Regions from separate parts of the Mus musculus genome. Here all the other regions are linked to region 1. The links are chromatin contacts, called in public HiCAR-type, HiChIP or PLAC-seq and promoter capture Hi-C maps. All regions are on one chromosome and are shown on one strand. Each heading gives the region's core, a stretch centred on a gene start, on an enhancer-like site or on the middle of the called end of the contact. The rest is flanking DNA. Distances are from core to core; before and after follow the strand shown.

The links. Promoter capture Hi-C pulls out the DNA fragments that hold promoters and counts their contacts. HiCAR-type assays count read pairs that join an accessible place to other places. HiChIP or PLAC-seq counts read pairs in DNA pulled down with a chosen protein or histone mark. Capture Hi-C pulls out chosen DNA fragments and counts their contacts.
Region 2: a contact with region 1 is called in a promoter capture Hi-C map of the HPC-7 cell line. The contact joins the promoter of Exo5 here to the promoter of Scmh1 in region 1. A contact is called at or near these places in 9 of 39 promoter capture datasets (the 3T3-L1 cell line, 3T3-L1-derived adipocytes, the HPC-7 cell line and 5 more), 2 of 484 Hi-C or Micro-C datasets (embryonic stem cells and pro-B cells) and 1 of 9 other capture datasets (pancreatic islet).
Region 3: a contact with region 1 is called in an H3K4me3 HiChIP or PLAC-seq map of embryonic limb bud, with 4 times the contacts expected there. The contact joins the promoter of Rimkla here to the promoter of Scmh1 in region 1. A contact is called at or near these places in 2 of 39 promoter capture datasets (embryonic stem cells and hippocampal neurons), 1 of 15 datasets of contacts at CTCF or cohesin (the NIH/3T3 cell line) and 3 of 115 datasets of contacts at active chromatin or transcription factors (embryonic forebrain, embryonic limb bud and large pre-B cells).
Region 4: a contact with region 1 is called in a HiCAR-type map of astrocytes, with 3 times the contacts expected there. The contact joins the promoter of Ccdc30 here to the promoter of Scmh1 in region 1. A contact is called at or near these places in 4 of 39 promoter capture datasets (the 3T3-L1 cell line, hippocampal neurons, liver and 1 more), 3 of 115 datasets of contacts at active chromatin or transcription factors (astrocytes, extraembryonic endoderm stem cells and forebrain) and 1 of 9 other capture datasets (adipose tissue).
Region 5: an H3K4me3 HiChIP or PLAC-seq map of bone marrow-derived macrophages shows a contact between it and region 1, with 7 times the contacts expected there. The contact joins the promoter of Col9a2 here to the promoter of Scmh1 in region 1. A contact is called at or near these places in 2 of 39 promoter capture datasets (cranial neural crest and pre-B cells), 1 of 484 Hi-C or Micro-C datasets (pro-B cells) and 1 of 115 datasets of contacts at active chromatin or transcription factors (bone marrow-derived macrophages).
Region 6: a contact with region 1 is called in a promoter capture Hi-C map of adipose tissue. The contact joins the promoter of Zmpste24 here to the promoter of Scmh1 in region 1. A contact is called at or near these places in 2 of 39 promoter capture datasets (cranial neural crest and pre-B cells) and 1 of 9 other capture datasets (adipose tissue).
Region 7: a contact with region 1 is called in a promoter capture Hi-C map of adipose tissue, with 2.3 times the contacts expected there. The contact joins the promoter of Foxj3 here to the promoter of Scmh1 in region 1. A contact is called at or near these places in 1 of 484 Hi-C or Micro-C datasets (embryonic stem cells) and 2 of 9 other capture datasets (adipose tissue and macrophages).

Annotation. Positions count from the first base shown.
Region 1 is chr4:120,403,917-120,406,767 of GRCm38.p6, reverse strand. Scmh1 (sex comb on midleg homolog 1) reads right to left here and starts at 1,420. Exons shown (of 18, transcript NM_001379185.1): 1 at 1,312-1,420.
Region 2 is chr4:120,923,655-120,926,642 of GRCm38.p6, reverse strand. Exo5 (exonuclease 5) reads left to right here and starts at 1,638. Exons shown (of 2, transcript NM_028457.2): 1 at 1,638-2,132.
Region 3 is chr4:119,491,167-119,494,097 of GRCm38.p6, reverse strand. It overlaps Rimkla (ribosomal modification protein rimK-like family member A), which reads left to right and starts at 1,500. Exons shown (of 5, transcript NM_177572.4): 1 at 1,500-1,801. The coding sequence starts at 1,639.
Region 4 is chr4:119,414,115-119,416,950 of GRCm38.p6, reverse strand. Ccdc30 (coiled-coil domain containing 30) reads left to right here and starts at 1,430. Exons shown (of 15, transcript NM_029286.2): 1 at 1,430-1,815.
Region 5 is chr4:121,038,109-121,041,137 of GRCm38.p6, reverse strand. Col9a2 (collagen, type IX, alpha 2) reads right to left here and starts at 1,572. Exons shown (of 32, transcript NM_007741.2): 1 at 1,352-1,572; 2 at 99-173. The coding sequence starts at 1,423.
Region 6 is chr4:121,096,530-121,099,716 of GRCm38.p6, reverse strand. Zmpste24 (zinc metallopeptidase, STE24) reads left to right here and starts at 1,507. Exons shown (of 10, transcript NM_172700.3): 1 at 1,507-1,840. The coding sequence starts at 1,718.
Region 7 is chr4:119,538,398-119,541,263 of GRCm38.p6, reverse strand. It overlaps Foxj3 (forkhead box J3), which reads right to left and starts at 1,603. Exons shown (of 13, transcript NM_172699.3): 1 at 1,419-1,603. Frg2f1 (FSHD region gene 2 family member 1) reads left to right here and starts at 2,495. Exons shown (of 4, transcript NM_001004178.1): 1 at 2,495-2,656.

The DNA of each region.
Region 1 (2,851 bases), core at 171-2,670:
CCAATCTAGGTCTCAGTCCTTTTTAGAGCAAAAATAATAAGCTCTTTTATCTGCATGATATATTACACTGTACAATCTTTTGATATACATTAGCTCACTTGATGAAGTGTTCAATTTTTCAAAGGAAGAGAAACCACAAAACAGGATGATCTCTTTTAGCTTGGGGGAACACATGCTACTACTATACAGCTTTTCCCTCTCCCCTCCCTACCCCCACCCGCTAAGTTCAACGCAGTACGAAAATGAGGAAGGGAGAGTACTTTTTATTTAAGGTCAGTCCTTTAGGGTCAAAGCTCTTCCCTTAGAAATGATTGAGCTTGGTCTCTCTGCTCACAAGAAGCTCTTCTGTGGGGGCAATATGGGCAAACCAGTGCTCATCAAAGGAGCGGATCAAAGACCAGAGTAAAGAAAAAGACTAAAGGAATTGGGAGTTAGCCAAAATAAGACTCAGGGGACACGATTACTATCTTCACTCTTAACAGCTGCCCAAGAGGAAACGAAGCAGAAAGACGAGAGACAGCCGTTCCTTTCTACCTATAACCAAATCCATCCAGGACCAGACTGGACGGCCTTACTTTAGAAAGGTTATTAGGACTAGGACGGAGAGCCGTCCTAAAAGGTTCGCCAAATTATTAGGGTATTATTTGGAATTTTTAAAGATAACTTCCTTCCCGAATAGGATAAGAGTAGGGGGAGCCTGGATGACTCTCAGATCTCTTCGCTTTGGGGTATGTTTTGGGGTTCACCTATCTACTAGGGAACTCCTTCCCCTGCTGTGCTCTAAGGTTGTCCGCCGTTCCCTGTCTCAGGTTCGAAACCTTCTGTAGCCGCCGGGTGTTTGCCCGGCTCCAGGCAGGTGACACAAGTGAGTCTCCCCCACCCCGCCCCCAGCCCCGGGACCCCTGAAGAAAGCTCCAAGCCCACTGTGTTCACGACCCCCGGTGCTCCGCTGCTGGGACCCAGGCGAATCTCTCTGGCGACGCGTCCCAGCAGCCCGAAAGAGCCCCCGCACTGGGCCCGAGCCAGGCTTCCCGGTTCCGCCCCAAGCCCTGCTCCCCGCTCGGAAGGGGCCCTGTGCGGGGACTCGCGCGCCGCGCCCCCGACCGACCCCGACGCGTCAGGCCGCCGCCGGACACTGGGCCCGAGCAGATGCGGCGCAGGCCGCCGGGGTTCTGGCCGGGTTGACACGGCCGCCGGAGGGCCGCGGACACAGACACCAGGGTCACCGGGCGGGGACTCGCTCCAGCCCGTGGCCGTAAGGCGGGCCTTGAGGGGCCCGGACCGGGCCGGGGGTGGCAGTGAGGCGCTTACCTGAGGGCGACAGCGGCGCGGGGCGCGGGCGGCTCACTCCCATCCAGCCGCCATGTTTCCGCTGCGCAGGGAGCGAGCGAGGACGCCGGCAGGGGCGGGCGACGGCTCTGGAGAGCGGCTCGGCTGAGGCGGCGGCGGGAGGCGGGGGGCTCCACCGAGGCGGCGGCGGCGGCGGCGGCGGCGGCCGAGGGGCGGGGGGCGGGGGCGAGAGCTGCCCAGCCCCGCCCGCCAGAGACTCCTGCCGCGAGGTGGCGCGCGCCGCGGCCGTTGGGTTCTCTCGCGCGCGCGCGCGGGGCGGCGGGAAGGGGCGACCCCTCGCGCCTTCCCCCCGCCTCGCGACCGCCAGCCCTAAAAAAAAAAAAAAAAAAAAAAAAAAAAAAAAAAAAGCCGCGACCCACTGGATTGCTCGCGTCTCCCAGACAAGTGAATGACGTCCTCTGAGGTCCCAGGTTCGAATCCCGTCGGCCCTCAGCCCCCACCCAGCTGGTGGCCGGCTGTGGAGTAATCTTAAAAGAGTTCCTTCGCACCTTTAGTCTTTCCAATGCGCAGGCGGGAGGAAAACTACTATGAGGAGAAAACCAGTGCGCCCCAAAAGGTGCAACAAGACTAACAAAAGCAGGCCTTCACTTTTGCCCCGTAGTAGGCTTTGAATGTTAGCGTGCTAGGTACTACAGTGGCTAGGGTCCTTCCAATGATGCTACCCCACCCCACACACAATTGTGTCTCAAGAACGTTATGTTTTAGCCCGCGGAAACTGAAGTTCATGGGGGTGGGGGGGAGAGCTACGTCTCCAAGATCACACAATTTTACTGGCTGTGCTCTTGCCTGGAGGTCAGGTGTTAAGGGAAATGCTGGTTGATTTTTATCAGCCTGAAACAAATCTACTCTTATCTCAGAAGGTGGAATCTCAGTTGCATAACAGTCTCCATCAGAATGGCCTATAGGCAAAGTCTGGGTGGGCATTTTCTTGTCTAATGATTGATGTGGGAGGTGCTACCCCTGGGCAGAGGTGGTCCTAGGTGGTATAAAGAGAGGCCAATAAAGGATGTTGCTCCATAGCCTAGCTTCATTTCCTGTCTCCCTGTTGCTGTTCTCACCTCCCTCAGAGATGAACAATGTTGTGGAAGTGTAAGCCAAATAAACCATTTCCTCTCCCAGGTTGCTTTTGGTAGGGGTCTTTATCACAGCTATGGAACTCACACCAGAACCAGAGAGTTCCGGGAAAGCAGCCCTTACTTAGCCCGAAGCTCATTCAATCTGGTTCCTAGAGGAAGCTGCAAAGAAAGGCTTCTCAGGATGAGGAGAGACTGAGAGCAAAGGTGTGGCAGGGATGGCTATCAAGAGTCTGAGAGGCTCTGGGAATCTGGTGGTGATGCTGTTAATGTTAGAGAATGAAGGGAAGCCAAAGCACGGCAGATCCTTGCACATCTACACTAGAACTTCAATTTTTTTTCCTCTCTCTCTTCTATTGGATATTTTCCTTATTACATTTCAAACGTTATCCCCTTTCCAGGTCTCCCCTCCAAAAACCCCCTATCCT
Region 2 (2,988 bases), core at 389-2,888, 520 kb before region 1:
CCATGCCTGCCTGGATGCTGCCATATTTCTCACCATGATGATAATGGACTGAAACTCTGAACCTATAAGCCAGCTTCAATTAAATGTCCTTTATAAGAGTTGTCATGGTGTCTCTTCACAGCAATGGAAACCCTCAGACAATAATTGTCTTAAGTGCAGACCCATTGGTACTATTTCTACCCAAATATACTTTGGTTTTGTCATAAAGATGTTATGGTCCCCAAATATCCATTCTTATTACTGGATTCTCTTAGGGCCTAACACTAGGTTCTAGTAGGATTAAGAGACTAGACTCAGCCACTCATCTTCAATATGCCCTTAATGAAAGAAAGGGGATTTATTCGATGAGGTCACTTTGGAAAGAGGAACAAACACAGAGGCCTAATGATTTCCAAGACTGTCTTTGGGGTTCTGACATGTGGTTTAGGTTTAAACAAAGCAAGAGGGATGTACAACTAAGCAGATCAAGGAACAGTCCTGTCCACAGTTGTCTCAGCTTGTGTCTTCTGCAGAGTGGTCTGACAAGCTGTAAGGATCCTATGAAGTCTCTTCCTGGGAGGTAAGTTCTCCTCTGAATGGTGGGTGGCGGGGGGGGGGGGGGGGGTGGGGGGGTGGGGGGGGGGGTTCTACTGCTTCCATACTGCCAAAGGGAGGGGCACAAGTGCTTCTCTTTTATCTTTGCTCCCACTGTGATTGAAGATAGTATTTCATGGGTTTTACTCCACATTTGGAAATTTCCTCTTTTTTTTTTTTTTTTTTTTCCTACGCAAGTTCCTTGTTTGGAATCTGTTCATCCTCCCCCTGATACAATACACTTTATAAAACCCTGATTCTGGTGAACCCCTTAAACTGGTGACTGAATTAACTAAATGAACCTAACAGCTAGGCTTTATCCTTCTGGACTTTAGACTCAAGTCTAGAGTCCCAGCGCTGAGATTTTTGGTGTGGGTCACCATAGATGCTGGGAAGTATTTTTCAAAGGCTCAGAGGTTAAGAGCACTAGCTGCTCTTACAGAGGACCTTAGTTTGTTTCTCTGTGCCCATGTGACTCAACCCTTCTGTAACTCTGAGGCCCTCTTCTGGCTCCCGAGGGCACCAAGAAGATATGAACCACAGACATGCATGCAGGGAAAACATTCATACACATAAAGGAAAAAACAAAACATTTTTTTTAATCTTTAAAAAGAATCTGGGCATAAGGGCACAATGGCTTGTAATTCCAGCACCGAAAAAGCAGAGGCAGGAGTAACCCAAATTGGAGGCCAATAAAAAGGATAAGAAATAAATAAAATAAAATAAGACACTGACAACTGCCAGCGTCTTTGAAGCTTGAGTTCATGATTGTTCACTAAGCTGGGAAAGCTGATGTCAGGTGCTAAGATCCGGATTCGGGCTCCAAGGGTGTCAGAGGCCAGCTGCACTGGGGACAGCGAGACGACCACCATGACCGTCCTCTCACCGGGCGGGCGTAAGAGAACGAGACGGTAACAGCCTGCACTAGGCACTGGTGGATAAGGAAATACAGCGGACTGCAGACGCCCACTCAGCCCCAGTGTCGCGAGAACCAGGGGCCTGGTGGGTGGGGAGGGGTGTGACATGAAAAGGGGCGGGCCTCCAACCGCCGCCGGGAATTCTGGGACAGGGGTGAAGAGCTAAGGGGCTGCCCCTTTCAGGCACGCCCCTCATTCGGGTTTTTGTTCTGTGCATTTTGGGCCCGCGATTGAGTCTTTGCGCTTGGGCACACCAGGGGGACTGGGGCTGGGGGCTGAGTGGAAAGCACACGCCTGCCTGCGTGGAAGGCCTGTAACGAGTCAGGACGCAGAGGATGAAGGCAGCAGCAGGCAGCCGGAAGCCATCAGCAAGGCAGGGCCTCCGACCTCAGGCTGCGGCTGGGAACCTGGAGAGCAGAACTTACCGCCTGGAGACCTTACCCTTGGAGAGGCCAGTGTTAGGAGGATTTATGACACGCAGCTGCCCTAGCAGTGTGACTCAAGTGGAAACACCATAATGTGAAGGAGTGGTCAGGTGAAGAGAACAGAAGTCCACATTCCATCATAGCAAGGTGCCTCCCCATCTCCCCTCGTTTTAATACATGCTCTTCCCTGTGAGGAGGGAAATCAACTAAGGCCCAGGTGAGTACGAGTTGCCTCTCTCCTGAACTTTTCAGAGCAAATAGATACATAGTAGACCCATCAATGCCTTTGGAAGGAAAGCCACATTTATTGTGTGTTAGTTAATATCTGTACTGTTTTAGCTCTGTGGGCATTGAAGGATTAGCTTACCAGTATACATTTTAAAGATGTGCCAGTCTCATCAGAGAATTTTTGAAATGTGCCCAAGATTATTCAAGAAACAAATAGCAGAACCGGGCGTGGTGGTGCACGCCTTTAATCCCAGCACTCAGGAGGCAGAGGCAGGCGGATTTCTGAGTTCGAGGCCAGCCTGGTCTAGAGTGAGTTCCAGGACAGCCAGGGCTACACAGAGAAACCCTGTCTCGAAAAACCAGAAAATAAAGAAAGAAAGAAACAAACAAACAAATAGCATACCAGCAAATTCTACTGGACGTTTCAAGATTAGATTCAAAATCTGTATCTTCAGGATCCCTAGACTCTTGATGCCGATCTGGTATTTTCTGAACATCTATCTCATTTAATTTTTCACCTAATAATTTTCAGCTTTATCTGTTTTAAAACTTTTAAAACATATATTCATATATAAAATATTTAATATGAATATTAGTAGATATTTCTATATCTTTAAGAAGTCAAGGGGGCTGGAGAGATGGCTCAGAGGTTAAGAGCACTGACTGCTCTTTTAGAGGTCCGGAGTTCAAATCCCAGCAACCACATGGTGGCTCACAACCATCTGTAATGAGATCTGATGCCCTCTTCTGGTGTGTCTGAAGACAGCTACAGTGTACTTATATATAATAAATAAATAAATAAATCTTTAAAAATAAAAAAAAAAAATAAAAAAAAAAAGAAGTCA
Region 3 (2,931 bases), core at 251-2,750, 910 kb after region 1:
AAACCGGGTGGTGGTGGAGCACACCTTAAATCACAGCACTCGGGGAGCCAAAGGCAGATCTCTGTAATGAATTTGAGACTAACCCGGTGTCTTAGTTAGGGTTTTACTGCTGTGAACAGACACCTTGATCAAGGCAAGTCTTATAAAAAAACAACATTTAATTGGGGCTGGCTTACAGGCTCAGAGGTTCCGTCCATTACCATCAAGGTGGGAACATGGCAGTATCCAGGCAGGTATGGTGCAGGCAGAGCTGAGAGTTCTACATCTTCATCCAAAGGCTGCTAGTGGAAGACTGACTTCCAGGCAACTAGGATGAGGGTCTTAAGCCCACACCCACAGTGACACACCTATTCCAACCAGGCCACACCTCCAGATGGTGCCACTCTGAGAATATACAAACCATCACATTTACAGAGTGAGTTCCAGGACAGAAACTACACAGGGCTACAGGGAAGCAGGGCTACAGGGAGACAAGGTTACCCAGAGAAACCCTATATTGAAAAAACCAAAATGATGATGATGATGGCGGCGGCGATGATGATTTCAAAAAGATGTTTTAAAGAGCTGGAAACACAACTGGCTAAAGTCAACCCCATAGTTATTTAGAAATGACTAGCTAGGAGCTGTGAGATGGCTCAGAGAGTAAAAGCACTTGCTGCCTAGCCTGACTTTGATCCACATGGTGGGTTTCAGGAGAACCAGATCCTGAAAGTTGTCCTCTGATCTTCACGATCAAGCTGTGGTAACAGGCCACCAGCTCACCTTGTGCACAATAAATAAATAAATAAATAAATAAATAAATAAATAAATACATAAATAAATAAATACATAAATACATACATAAATAAATGTATAATTAATTTATTTTCAAGAACCGAATACCAGGTTTCACGCTATTGTTTGCGGGCAGAATTTGCAAACGGCTAGGACCACGGACAGTATGTACAGAGGACTGAGTTGGAGGGCGGAGGGGAAGTGGGGTGTGGACTAGGAGGAAAAAACGCGCCCTAGGGGTTCCCCTAACTCAATATGGGGGTCTTAACCTGTTTTTATGACACTGGGGTTATGATGGTCAAGCGCTGGTGCAAACTGGGGTGTAAGAAAAGGAAAAGGATCTTCGAATTATCTAAATGAAGTATCTGGTTGCTAAGACCCAACTGCCTCCATCTCCCAGCCAGGCTGCAGGCCAGGATTGGGGCAGACAGATCGCTCTTCTAAGGGTCAAGTCCAGCTGCAGAGCCCCGCCATGTGACCTTGCCAGGCTGGGAGTTGTCTTTGGAAGAGGTTGGTGGTGCAACCAAGACTCGCACTTTTCTCTGGGGGAGCAGCACCGCGCCTACCCAGCCAGTGGCCCATCGGTTCCCGGGGTCGCCCCAGCCCCGCCCGGCCGCCGCAGGCTGCGCAGCTCCGCAGGCTCCGGGCCGGGTCCTCCCCGGGCGTCGCGACGTGCTGATTGGCTGGGCGGAGGCGGCGGAGGAGGCAGCGGAGGCGGCGGCGGCGGCGTCGGCGCGAGGCGATCCGGAGCATTCGCCGGCCGGGTCTGCAGAGGCGGCTGGCGCACGGCGCAAGCAAAGCCGCGGTGCTCGCCTGGGACGCGCCAGGGGGTCGCGCGGGCGAGCGGCCGCAGCTTCGGTCGCCATGTGCGCGCAGGTCTGGCTGCTGACCGACCGGCTCATCCGCGAGGACTACCCGCAGGTGCAGATCCTGCGCGCGCTCCGCCAGCGCTGCTCGGAGCAGGACGTGGGTTTCCGGGCGGTGTTCCTGGACCAGATCGCCGTCACCGTCGTCGGCGGCCACCTAGGTGAGCTCAGCCGGGGGAGGGAGGGAGGGGCACCGGGGTCCCGTGAGCCGGCCGCTCTCCTCCTTGAGCCCGGCTCCGAGGTAGCCCCTCTGCAGCAGCCTGAGGCCAAGAGTAGAGAAGATGCTTAATTCATTTAGGAGATGAGTTAATGGGGCATTCACATTCACCTGAAGCTAAAGGCACCAAACCTCACACTGTAGATTCTCCGAGCACAGGTGGCCTGCCGGATTGGATCCCGAAATTAAAAGAACCAACCCAGAATTCACAAAATTGCTCTTAGGCAGATGTTTGGGAAACTTTTCCAGTGGTATGTATGCTCCAGTGATGAACGCCCTAGGTAGAACACTATTCTCAAACTGGGAGCCTAATTATGGGAGACAGCTGAGAAAGATTGAGATCGTCTCTGGAGGGGAAGGGGCGAGAGGAGACGATTGATGGTTTCCATTAATTTGTCCTCCTCCCAAAGAATGTTTAATTCAGATTCCAAAATAGCCAAGTACTTCCAGGCCTCACTGGTCCCTTCAGTGCCGGGTCCAGGGCAATTGAGGTGGGAGGTTGGGGGAAATGGTTATTATCCCTGACTGCCTATTCAAAGCGTTCTGTTTATTCTTATTATCTTCAATACATGCCTGCTATGTATTGCTAAGCTATCCATGACTTTGGAAACTCGTATTCACTGGCTTACAGTCTGTGTTCTCGGTAAGCCCTCCGAGGTAGCCAGCTATTTCAGGGGGTCCAGGGCTGAGGAGGGTTGGGCCGTCTTGGATGCTTCTTGGAATGTTACCCATATGTCATCTTTAACTGGTTGAGTAGAGTTCCTTCTGCAAGGGTAGGGATTCCACATCCTGAACAGACTACTTACAAGTGAGGTTTTGAGTATGTGTCCCTAAGTGAAATAGCTCAGTTTTGTACATTGTTCATCGGTAGGTGTAGTTAAACCTTACTAGGTTCAAAATGCATATACTTTGGGAGTAGTTATATGCAAGCATTAGACACTCCACATTTCAAGTGGTGTGCTTAAGTGTAAAAATACCATTTTTTAAGTTTGGGTTGCTGAAACCCTCCTGATTGGTTAACGGTGAACGCCATTTCTGAACAGAGAATTTGAAGAACTAGATTCTTCTTACAGC
Region 4 (2,836 bases), core at 181-2,680, 990 kb after region 1:
CCCCACATGATCCAGAAGGAAGGGCTGGCAGCTAGAATAAGATCAAGAAATGTAGGTGGCGTTTTAGATACCAGAAAAGCAGAAGCCTCCAGAAATCCAGCTTTGACAACGCACCTGGAGTCTCGAAAAAAGAACATCTGAAGATTTAAGTTGAGCCTGTGCTAAACTGTATCACTAAAGTACTTTGGGGCTGGAAGAAGACATGGCTACTGAACCAAGACTCATTCCCAGCACCCACGAGGCTCCCAAGGACTGTATCTAGTTCCAGGAGATCTGGTATCCTCTTTTGGCTTCCTTGGGCTCTAGCTGTGATGTACATTAACTTATCAATGTAAACCTACATGCACATAAATCTTTTTTTAAAAAAAATATTTATCTTGCATTCTATAAGAAGCCAAACAGAATTGTCAATTAGCTTAGTTAGGCTTTCTTAAGGGTTCTAGCCTTCGTGGTAATTCTGGTCAAGCTTGATTTAAATGATCTTAAGTGGGCTCTCATGAATATTATCATAAAGGTCACCTAGTTCTAGCAGATGAGTCAGCACCCAAGGCTGTGGCTGTAGAGAGGAAAGTCATCTTTTACAGCACTGTACCAATGGCGAAGCCTGTTGTTTTCTGGAAGTTTTGCCAACTAGACCTAAAGTTCATGTCAACTGTGTGCTCCAAGAGAGGTGGTAATTCATGTCACAAAAGTCCAGAAGTGTGGAAATTTACCTTAGGTACTCCAGGTGTGATGACAAATTCTGGCCCTAAATTGAGACCTGATATGCACAGTATCTTGCCTTTTTTCTTTTCTCTTTTCTATTCTCCTCCTCCTCCTCCTCCTCCTCCTCCTCCTCCCCCCCCCCTCCTCCTCTTTCTTCTTCTCCTTCTCCTTCTCCTTCCTTCTCCTTCTCCTTCCTTCTCCTTCTCCTTCTCTTCTCCTCCTTCTCCTTCTCCTTCTCCTTCTCCTTCTTCTTCTTCTTCTTCTCTCTCTCTCTCTCTCTCTCTCTCTCTCTCTCTGTCCTCTCTTTTCTTTTTCTTTTTTAAAGGCAAGGTTCCATTCTATAGCCTAGGCGGCACCGACTGGAATCTACTGTATAACACTAGCTGGTTCCAAACTCAATTCTACCTCACTCTCATGTGCGTGGACTCTCACATCCAAGTTTTGAAGTCACTTACAGAAAAACAAATATAAGGAGATAGGTTGAACTTGGAGGGAAACAATTCGAGAATTAGAACCCTATGTTTACTCGCAGTCTGAGAATTATATAGACGCTGTACACTGTTGTTATGGTTACTGCGGTCTCCGGAGCCAATGGGGTAGTCTGTAGTTCCTGGAGGCCAATGGTGTGCGCTGTAACAACAGTCTTCACAGGAAGAACGGCCCGGGCCACCCAAAGCGTGCATGGTCTCCATGGCTCCCGCCGGGTCGCGCCTGCGCGTCCCCCGCTGAGTGGGGTTGCCATGACAGCGGCTGGGCGGCTGGAGCTGAGAGTCCCCTGCTCCTTCTGCGCGCTGGCAGGAAAATCCCACCTCAGCCCGGGGACGGACCTGCTCTTCCCGTGGTGCACATTCCAGATCTCTTCGGATCGCCGGTGAGCTCCTTCGCGCGGTGCTGGCCGGCTTCGGCGTGCTCGGCCCGGTAACGGTTGGCTCAGGAGAAGTGTGCTCTTGACCGTCCCCGAAGGTCCCAGCCACAAAGGCCCCAGAGACACCGTTGTGCCCTGCGCGCGGCCCGAGCGAAAGGACTGTGGGACTAGCTTCGTCACACGCAACCTTGCATCCGGATGAAGCTCTGCAGGCCTTTGGGGATACCAGCATCCGAGATCATCAAGTCAGTTGCCTTCTGCCTTTCAGCCTTCAACTCCATCCACTTCTCTCACCATCCGAGCACCCGGCTCCTTTATCCTGTTTACCCCACAACCATCTCACCCTTCCCCGTCCACGCTGTGCATTGTAATGTCTTCACCATTCTGTCACCTGTAGACCACCTCCTTCTGCTTCCCTACAGGAAGGCTTTGCATGGCTGCACATTTCTCATCCTCCAGCCCAGCAGTCCCCGTAAAGAGTTTCCATTTCTCTGCACTGTTGCAAATTCTCTGTCTTGGGTGAACTTGAGATGGGTGAAGTAAATGATGCAAATGCATACATGAGACGGTTGCAAACCTATTGTATTTCGAAAATAGAAAAGAATTAAAAGAAAAGAATCAGTTTTGAACTTCTTGACAGCGGTATACACATATGCCATATGTGAAAGTTTAAGTTCCGTTCCTTGTTAGGTACTATGTTAGACACAAATTTAAGCAATATGTTCGTACTTGTAAAAATGGCGTTCAAAAATGACCGCATAGCAGAATTTTGACTTTTAGGCCAAAGTACATCAAACACCCGGGGATTGTGCGATTTGCCAGACTGGAGATACTTGAAACTGTTCCCGTGCCCCCCCCCCTCTTTTTTTTTTCCTTTCAGTTTCTAAATTAGAAAACACTTTTGGTGAAGGGAATCAATCAAGAGCAACTTATCATATTTTTGGAAAAGGAGAAAGCCCAGTGGCCTTTTTTAAAAAAGAAAAAAAAAGTATATTTTATTTAGGAATTGGAACAACCTGTGAATCATATTCTTGGGTTTAAGGTTATACGTGTTTGGATTATATTTCTATAGCAGGAAGGGTACTTAGGGTGAAAAGTCACATGGGGGCTGTTCCAGTTTTGTGACCTCATATTTGTTTGTTCCTTAGCATGTCACTTATAGACCATGTGACCCAAAGCAAGTCCCTTCCTCAGAGCCAGAAAACGACCCCCCCCCCCCGTTGAAGTTAGAGGGCAGAAATGCTGTTAGTCCTCTTTCCACCTACC
Region 5 (3,029 bases), core at 323-2,822, 630 kb before region 1:
GGGGGCGCTAAACTTCCAGGCATCCCCACCCCTGCGCTCATAAAGTTCTCCTTTGTGGATAGCCCTGCTTCCTCTCAAGTCTGAAGTTAGATACTCACGTCGATGCCATCTGAACCAGGCACTCCTGGTGGCCCTGGTGGCCCTGGAGGACCCGGCTCCCCTGGTGGACCTCTCTGAAAATACACAAGAGTGCAGCCCTCAGACAGTACGCAGAACTGGGCTCCCAGGGGCTGCTGGAGACCCCGAGAGCAAAGGTGACTAGGGCAGCATCTCCCCAAGGAGATGGTGCTTCATGGGGAGTTTGTTGAGCAGCTACTGTGTGTCAGGCACTGTGTGCCATTATGCTCTGTTACTTTATGAACTACTCAGAACTCGGGGGGGGGTACTATTAGGGGTGACAAGCAGAGGGTGAGGAAACACAAAAAGACTCAAGGCTCGTGATCACTGCAAGTGAATGCTGAAACCGTGATTACACCCTAGGTTGGCTGGCTTCTTCCCCTGGGTCACACGGTCTTTGCACTGTCACGATAGGAAATAGATGAAGACATCATTTGCTCAAATCACAGATGATGTGCAAGATGGCACCTAGCCAACGATGGCCGTTCGAACTATTGCTGTTTTCTAACCAACAACAGGTATAGCGGTGAACTGGCACCTCTCCCTCGTCCCTGGTGCAGGTAAAGAGACCTCAGAGAAGAAGGAAAGCTGGGACTCTTCCCACCCAATCCTCCCTAAGGTAGCGAACCAGCCCCGACTCAGGAAGTCCACGCGTGCCAGATGCTGGCGCCAGGTGCCCTCCCCAGGTTAAGATGTGCCAGGCTGGCGCCTCACAGGCGAACTGTACCCCTACACTAGCACTGCTTGGTGAGCGGGCCCAGCATCCCCATTTGGTCCTAAACCGGGCATCTCTTTCCTAGGGCCCAGCTGTCCCTGCGAAGTGAGGCAGAAGCCCACAGTCAGGAAACGGACATATTGGGGCGACAGGGAAGTCTGGCTGGAGCCTGGGTCCCTTAGGAGACTCCGGGGGCGGAGGCTCCGCTGTCGACTGAATAGCCACCATTGTCTCCGCACCACCTGGGCTCTCTCCACTGCCAGGCCCCCGCGCCATCTCCTGCTCGACGCTGCCTGTCCCAGGCAAGGCCAAGCATCCCGAGGCAAGGTCCCTCTGGTTCCCGGACTAGTCAATCTCCCTTCACCGCGAGCGGTTTGCCGGGTATGCATCACCCCAGCGGCTCTGTCCTCAGCTGCCCCTCAGGCTAGGGACAGACTAGAACAGGTCCTAAAGACTCCAGGATCCTAAACCCAGGCTCTGCACCAGGGACGGCGGAGACAGAGAAGTGACAGGACTTACGATCTGAGCCAGGGCGAGCCACAGCACCTGGAGGAGAACGAACAGGCTGCGGGGCGCGGGCACGGCGGTCATGGCGAACAGCGGGTTCTGGAGCGGGGGTCCAAGCACCGATGGCGGGGGCTGCTTTCGGAGCCTCGGACTGGATCTCCCGAAAACGCAGCTAGACGGGCCGGGGCGGGGACCTGCAGGCCTGTCACCTGAGAGCACTGTGGGGAGGAACTGTCCAGCTCCGCCCGGTCAGGGGCGGATCTTCTGTGCCCACCCTGGGTCTGCATTCTGAGTTTGACCAGACGCCCCAGCTGGGAAGTCCCGGGGGCATCTCGGGGTACGGGACTACTTTCTGTGTGAAGAGCAGAAGTCCATTCGAAGTCCCTTTCCTCCTTGCCTCCAAGATCAAAGCCTTCCTCCTGGCCCTCAGCCCCATCCTTTCCCCGGGCAAGCTTGTCTGGGTCCTTTATCCTCCAGAGCCTCAACCATCTCAGGTTCTGGAGACCTGGCCAGGACTCCACCAACTCCATCTTTTCTAAATTGGCTCAGTCCTCTCCACAAACAATCAGGTCCCTGCCATATTAAAACACACCAACATCTTTCTTGAATCTGCCACCTCGGGAATTCCCCATCTGCCTCTTCTCTCCCCCTCCACCATCAATTCCATTAGAGTTGTCTGTGGCCTCTAAATTTCCCTTTCCTCTCGCCTCCCTGCTTCCATCGACCAGTGCGATCCGAACATCTTCCATCCTTGAGGCATCCTGTTAGCATTTGGATCTGCCCTTGGCAATGCCAGTCCTTCACGTCTTCTCTCCCAAGCATCCACCAGGCATCCACCCCATGTGACCTTGTACAGTTATATCCTTTGAAGACAAGTTTTTATCTATGCGAATGAGTGTTTTGCCCTCAGGTATGACCCTGTCCCATGGGGGACCAGACATCCTTGGAACTGGAGTTGTAGAAAGGTGTAAGCTCCTACGTGGGTGCTGGCAACAACCTGGGTTTTTGCAAGAAGAGCACGAGCTCTTCAGCAGGGAGCCATCTCTCCAGATCCCTACAATTACATATTAAGGAGGAGTACATGTTCTATGAAAAGTGTCCCTTAGACTATCAAACACCACAATGCATAGTCACACAAACTAAAATGGACCTGGGCTATCTAACCGTGTGGAACCACCTGCATGTGTGAGGTCCACTGTCAGCCAAGTGACACGATTGTCTTTCTCCTCAGCGGCACCTGCATGCTGCTGTCTCCTGGACTGGGAGAGACTTCTCCCTCACCCCCTTTCAACTGACCTCCCAAGTTCATGGAAACAGCCACCACTTTATTCAGTAACACCCCAAACCCACCTGTCTGGTCACCTCGGTCCAGAGCCCCTTTCTCCTCTCCTTCTCTTCCACTCACTGGCTAAGGGCAGTGGATCTCATGCAGCCACTAACCACAGTTATGACCACAGACACCTCCATGACATAAATGAAGTCTTAGTTTCCTCCTCTGTAACTGGGAACAACATGGTCCCTATCTTAAAGAATTTGCTTGAAGATTGAAGGAGCTGATGGTGGCAGCTGCTTAATGTGACAGCAGTGCGCTGTGACCCTCAGTATCATTTGCTCTTGGTATCCAACTGGCCTCCAGTATGGAAACTTGACCACAAGCAAATCAAGTGACCTGGCCAAGGAGGAGGCCTGG
Region 6 (3,187 bases), core at 258-2,757, 690 kb before region 1:
CTAAAGGACTTGCTGACTCAGTTTACCTCCCCTGAATCCAAACATGACCTTCCCCTGGCCCTGGCAGAGGCCCATTTTCACCTAAACTTCCTCACCTTTGATCAGGGATTAAGCCCTACCTATAAACATTGGGCTTACCTACCTAGGAATACCACTCTTCCATTGGTACAATGGAGAGAGTCCCTAACATCACAGTGGCATCCACCCTTTGTTGACACAAGGGCTAGGCTATGCTTGTGTTTTTCCACAGGACTCTACAACACCATGATGGGTGCCAGTACAAAACATCCAACCAGCCATGGAAAAGGAGGACAGGGACGAAGCCTCCTCTCTGAAGACCTTCTACCTGAGGAAATGGCACTTGTTAGAGCTATGTCTCTACTTGCCTGTGATCCCTGTTTTCATGCCATTTGCCTTACACCCAATCAAGTACAAAATATTTCCCAGGCCCATGAACAAAACTCAAAGTTCAGCTAACAGTTCAATCAGTAATTTTGCTGAAAGCAAAAAATCCCCCAAAAGAACTTTTGGTTGCCAAAGAATCTGTGATCCTATATTGAAGTAATTCACTTTGTCAAGTAACTTCTACTGATTACGCTCATGCAGATAAATTTAGTCATGGTTGAGAAATTTGAAACCTTAATCTCAACATCTTTAGCATCACAATCTCACCATATTTTAAATTGGAGCTACATATTTTAATTGGAGCTAAAGATTTCGCAATTCACTATAAATAATGTTTATACAAAGTGCTATTAGTTCATAGAAACTATTAATTAAATAACATTTACTTTGTGGTCAGAAAAATTCTGGCTTCACGTTTCAAGTAAAGTCAAAGTAGTAACAGGGGCCATAGTGACCCTATTTCATTGTTGAATTCCAAGGCAAAGGTACTGAGCTGTGATGGTGTGTGGTGATGTGTGGTGGTGGTGGTAGTGGTGGTGGTGGTAGTGTGTGTCTGAAACAAGGTCTTGCTAGGCTTAAAGGCAGTGGCTACCAAGCCTGCCTGTTTGAGGTTAGAAATGCAGTCCCAGGACTCACAGGTAAATGCCTCTTCTGACTTCACTTGGGGAGGATGAGATGAAATGTGTAAATGAAAATCCTAATCACTAGAGTCATTTTCATCTCTAATATTCCCAAAACCAGAACTTTCGAAGACAAGCCAAACAACCCCAAATGCCTCGTTTGGTTAGTTATCCTGGAGATGCACATCTAACCTTTGAACGGCACTAAATAGAAGGAAGGAAAAGTTTTAGAGCCTCTCTCATCCTTCCCAGCTACTTCTAGAGGGAATATTTCTATGACCCGGCTTATCCGGTCCGGTTAAGCACCGGGGTCCATTGCCCTCTCTGGTAACCCGCCAAAGCAAAGGAGAGGCGGCGACCACACTGACGTTCCCAGGAAGAAGGCCGGAACCTTTGAATTGGATCCCTGCACACAGAATCCGGAGGGATATTTCAGGTGCACCGCTGCTCATTCTTCAGGCGGAAGTGAGGAAGGTGGGGCGTCTTATTCTAGCAGAAATAAGTAGGTCCTTGAAGAGTAAGGCTGGAGGGAATCGTGTCTTTGTGACACTTCTGGCAAAGCTGAGGGAATGGGCGTCTGAAGAAGCCCTCGGAAGGGACCCGTATTGTTGTGACACCGCTGGCACTCTCCGAGGGACGCGTGTCGCTGAGGCACCGGTGCACGCTAAAGGAGCGGGTGAGATAGGGTGACGATGGGGATGTGGGCATCGGTGGACGCTATGTGGGACTTCCCTGCGGAGAAGCGAATCTTCGGGGCGGTGTTGCTCTTTTCCTGGACGGTGTATCTTTGGGAGACCTTCCTAGCACAGCGGCAGGTGAGCATTGACGTGTCTCCCCCGGCTGAGCCCCTGGACAGCCTTAGGCCAGCCCGAGCCTCTACCCAAGCCCCTTAGTGTTTGCCCGGATGTAGCAAACCGTAACCCCCGGTGAGCTTCCTAACTTTTCCTAATGGTGACTGCCGCTTTGAGGAGTTTTTGGAAAGGCAGAAGTTGTTTGCAACGTTGTAATGGGACCCAAGCCTGTAAGCGGCTAATGAAAGGGAAGAACTGCCCTACCGCCAAACTTGAGCATGTCTATGCCTGCTTTACAGCGTCTTAAGAATCTTTGGACCGGGACTTGACCAAGCCTCGTTGGTATAGGCTTTCTAAGTGGAGGTGCTAAATTTGTAGAATAATAACTTCCCATGATATTGATGTTACCATGCTCAACCTCACTTTGCAACCGTTCCAAAGACTCGCACGCCGTTTGAAAATCCTCATTAGAGCAAATGTTGTTTGGGGCCACAATGTGTGTGTGTTTCATTAAAATTTCTCTTTGGGTTTTTTGTTTAAAACGTTAAATAGTGCAGTAGAAAAGCTAACAGTTTTCCATGGAGATAGCCATAATTAACAGTTTAATTCGAAATGTGAACGTTTTAGTGAGATGGACTTTGAAACAACAAAACAAGTTATCTGCAACATTATAATGGGTCCCAAGCCTGTTGGTGTCTAATAAAAGGAAAGGACAGCCCTGCCGTCAAACTTATGCAGGTCTATGCCTGCTCTGCAGTGTCTAAGTTTGGACAACACTCGTCTGTGTCGTCCTTGAGAACCTTCCCCTTTAACTGCTGGACCTATTTCTTGAGCTCTGCAGTCCTTTTCGTCTGCAGTTTTCTTCTAACTTACACTGTATGTGAGTTTCTTTGCCAGGCAAGTGCTCTCCCACTGAACTACATTTCCCAGCCCTTCGTGACTCTCCGGATTGCAAGTTTGAAATTTTTTTTTTTTTTTTGGTTTTTTTGTTTTTTGTTTTTTGAGACAGGGTTTCTCTGTATAGCCCTGGCTGTCCTGGAACTCACTCTGTAGACCAGGCTGGCCTTGAACTCAGAAATCCGCCTGCCTCTGCCTCCAGGGTGCTGGGATTAAAGGCGTGTGCCACCAAGCCCGGCACAAGTTTGAATTTTAAAAATCTGTCAGTGTCGGGTTATGTCTACCTCAGTCTCTTCCTTTAGTATGTTCAACGTGTTAAAAATTACTGTAGCTAGGTACTCAAAGCTTCATTAGTTCAGAATTGCATAAGTACCCTTGCTTGAAGCAAACACATAACGTGTAGTATCAAAACAGCAGGGTGAGATATTGAGTACTTATCTGACATAGTTTATTAATAGATCAAGTTGCATCTTT
Region 7 (2,866 bases), core at 354-2,853, 870 kb after region 1:
TATCGTTTTCTCCATAAATACTATGATTTTAAAAAGAATAAAAGAAAGGCGTCTGTCACTGCTACTGTAAAGAGAGCAATCTGTGGTCTCCCAAGAGCGAAACACAGAAAGATGTAAATGTTAACCTGAAAGAGCTTAAAGGGAGATGGGGAGGGAGACATGTATTTCAAAACAGTGTTAAAAAACAGAGCCCAATAGTACCTAGTGCATTTTAGAGATGTGGAATAAAGAACTTTCTGCAAAAGCAGCAAGCAGGACTACCTAGTCCTTCTACTAGAGAAAAATCTACGTATATTACACCCAATAGAACATGCATGCTTTCTCACTAGGGTACAAAACACAAGGAAAAACTAAAGGCAAATAAACAGTGAAAGGTGAAAAGAAGCCCACCAGTTTCGAGCGCCCCGACACGACTCATTCAGAAATGTAGCAACAACTTGAGCCCTGCATCAACACAGACTAGAAAATACTAGGCCACAGTGACACAAGAAAGTAGAATAGAGAAAGGAAAACCGTACACACCAACACATCAGTTGCAAGCGCCTGCTCTCTGGAGAATTAAGCAGTAGAGAAGAGCAAGAGCTACTGGTACTGAAAAGATGTCAATTAACTAAGATCTGGTCGATCCCCTAGTAGTCTCAATTTCCTAAGAGTACAACTCTTGATTCTTCCATCAAACAAGTCATCCTCGGCAAAACAAACTGACCTTAACACCTTCCCCACGCTGCCCGGAAGAAATCACGGGGTGGAGGGGAGTAAAGCAGGGCGGGGGAAAAAAAAAAAACAAAAAACATCTCAACCAACTGCAAAAAATGGAGGGAGTGGGAGGGACGGGGCACTACCACGTGGGCAGGATGCAACACACGCAGGACAGCAGCAACACGTCCGCATGCGAAGGCTGCCTTTCCCCCAATGCCAGAGAAGGGCCCGGGGACAGGATGGGAGAGAAGGTGGGACCCTCGCCCCAGCCATTTCAGCCCCGCAGGGCACCCGCGACCCACAAGGCAGCGGCCGCCTTCCCGGCAGAATAGCGCCTGGAGGGCGAGGAGGGGACGCCGCATCGCGCCGGGAACAGGACGAGCCCGGACCAGGTGCAGGTCACGGAGCGACGAGGGCGCGACTGTCGCGGTCCTCCGCGGCCCCGGCATCCGCAGCGCGGGCCCACCTGGGGGAGGGGCGGGCGCGCGCGGCGTCGGGCTGAGGGGCAGCGGCAGCTGAGGAGTGGCGCCGCGGGTGAGGGAGGGCCGCCACCCGGCCGGCCCAGCCTGGCGCCCACCGCCGGCCACAGGGAGCGTGCGCCGAGGACGGCGAGCGCCGCTCGCCCAGGGCAGCCCCCGCCCGCGTCCCGGGAGATGCCCCAGCCCCGCCTCCCCGCCCGCCGCCCCAGCCCCGACGAGACCCTGGCGACGCGTGCTCACCTCAGGCTACGCAGGCCGGGACGGCCCGGCCGAGCCTCCGGCCGCTGCGTGCGTCTCCGTTCCCCGCGAAAGGTCCCAACGGCGCCCTCAGAGAGCGGCCCAGGCCCGGAGCGGCGCCGAGAGTGGCGGCGGCGGCGGCAGCGGCGGCGGGAGCAGCCAACATCCGGGGCCGCGCACCCGGAACTACTTCCCGACCCGCTCCCTCCCACCCCCGCCTCCCGCGACGTCTCAGCGCTCCCGGCCCGGCGTCCTCGGCTCCACGGCCCGCCCCGTCGTTGCTGCGCGATGTGCGAGGGATCCCTCCGCGGGGACAAGTAGTGCCTCTGAGCTCCCGCGGCTCTGCCTGCTTGCGGCCAGCGGGAACCGGCGGTGGGCGGTGCGGAGCGCCTTGCAGTGTTTGCGCCTCGGACTTGACAGCGGCTGGCCGAGGCGGCCCCGGCCCCACTCCCGGGATTCCAACTCCTGAGGAATGCGCCTCGTGACCTCCCCGCCTTCCAGCCTCTGCCTCTGCGCGGCCCCGTCAAGCACCCAGCGCGGATTTTCCCGGCCGCCACCGGGGCGCTTTGGACCTTGCTTGGGGACACGCGTCCTTCGGAATGTCAAGAACCCGGGTTCGAGGCCCCTCCCTACCCAGGCATGTCATCTTGTCATTACCCCTGCCGCGTCATCCTCTCCATCTCAAGTTAGCTGGCCAGGTCGTGGCCTCACTATCAACAGGTGGAGCCTTTAGTAGGGTTGTTCAGACTTCTGGTAAACTTTGGACTTTCCCTTTGGTCTTCCCTGGTCCTACCTCTGAACTGTTAGCGTTGACAATCTGTGCTATCCTGTTACACTTGGTAGGTATTTGCTGCGCAGAAGCCGCGTTAAGTCACGTACTCTTCCCTGCAGCCTCAAGAACAGCAAGTGAAGAGCAGTTGCTCAGTATTTGGACATTAGATGGTTAGATGGATGTCAGTGAGTTTGGTTGATTGAGAAAGCAAAGGTCTGAGAGAATTGACCCTGGCAACCTTGCTGAGCTAAGACAGTGTGAAACCATCCTTCCATTCCTTCATGGAGCATTGAACACTTTCATCTGTCAAGCATCTCCTGGCAATGGGAATTCTAAAGGTTTATCCACTCATTTGTCCAACAAAGACATAAAAAGTCATTGTACCAGGCACTACTGTAGTGCTTCAGATTAATCAGTGAACAGAAAAGGCCGGTGGAGGGGCAAGTATCATTCCCTCATGGGCAGAAAGGTGATAAAAATTATGAATTATGTAATAATGTTAGAAAACATTGAATGATACCTTGGGGGATTGGGGAGGAGCACTCAGGACAGAGCTGTGTGGAACACTAGAAGGAAAATCCTTTTAAAAAGAGCTGCCTGGGTGAGCCACAATAATAAGGCAACTTGAATCAGAGGTTTGAAAGAAGTGAAGGGATTTGATGTAATTGTGGTTAGAACA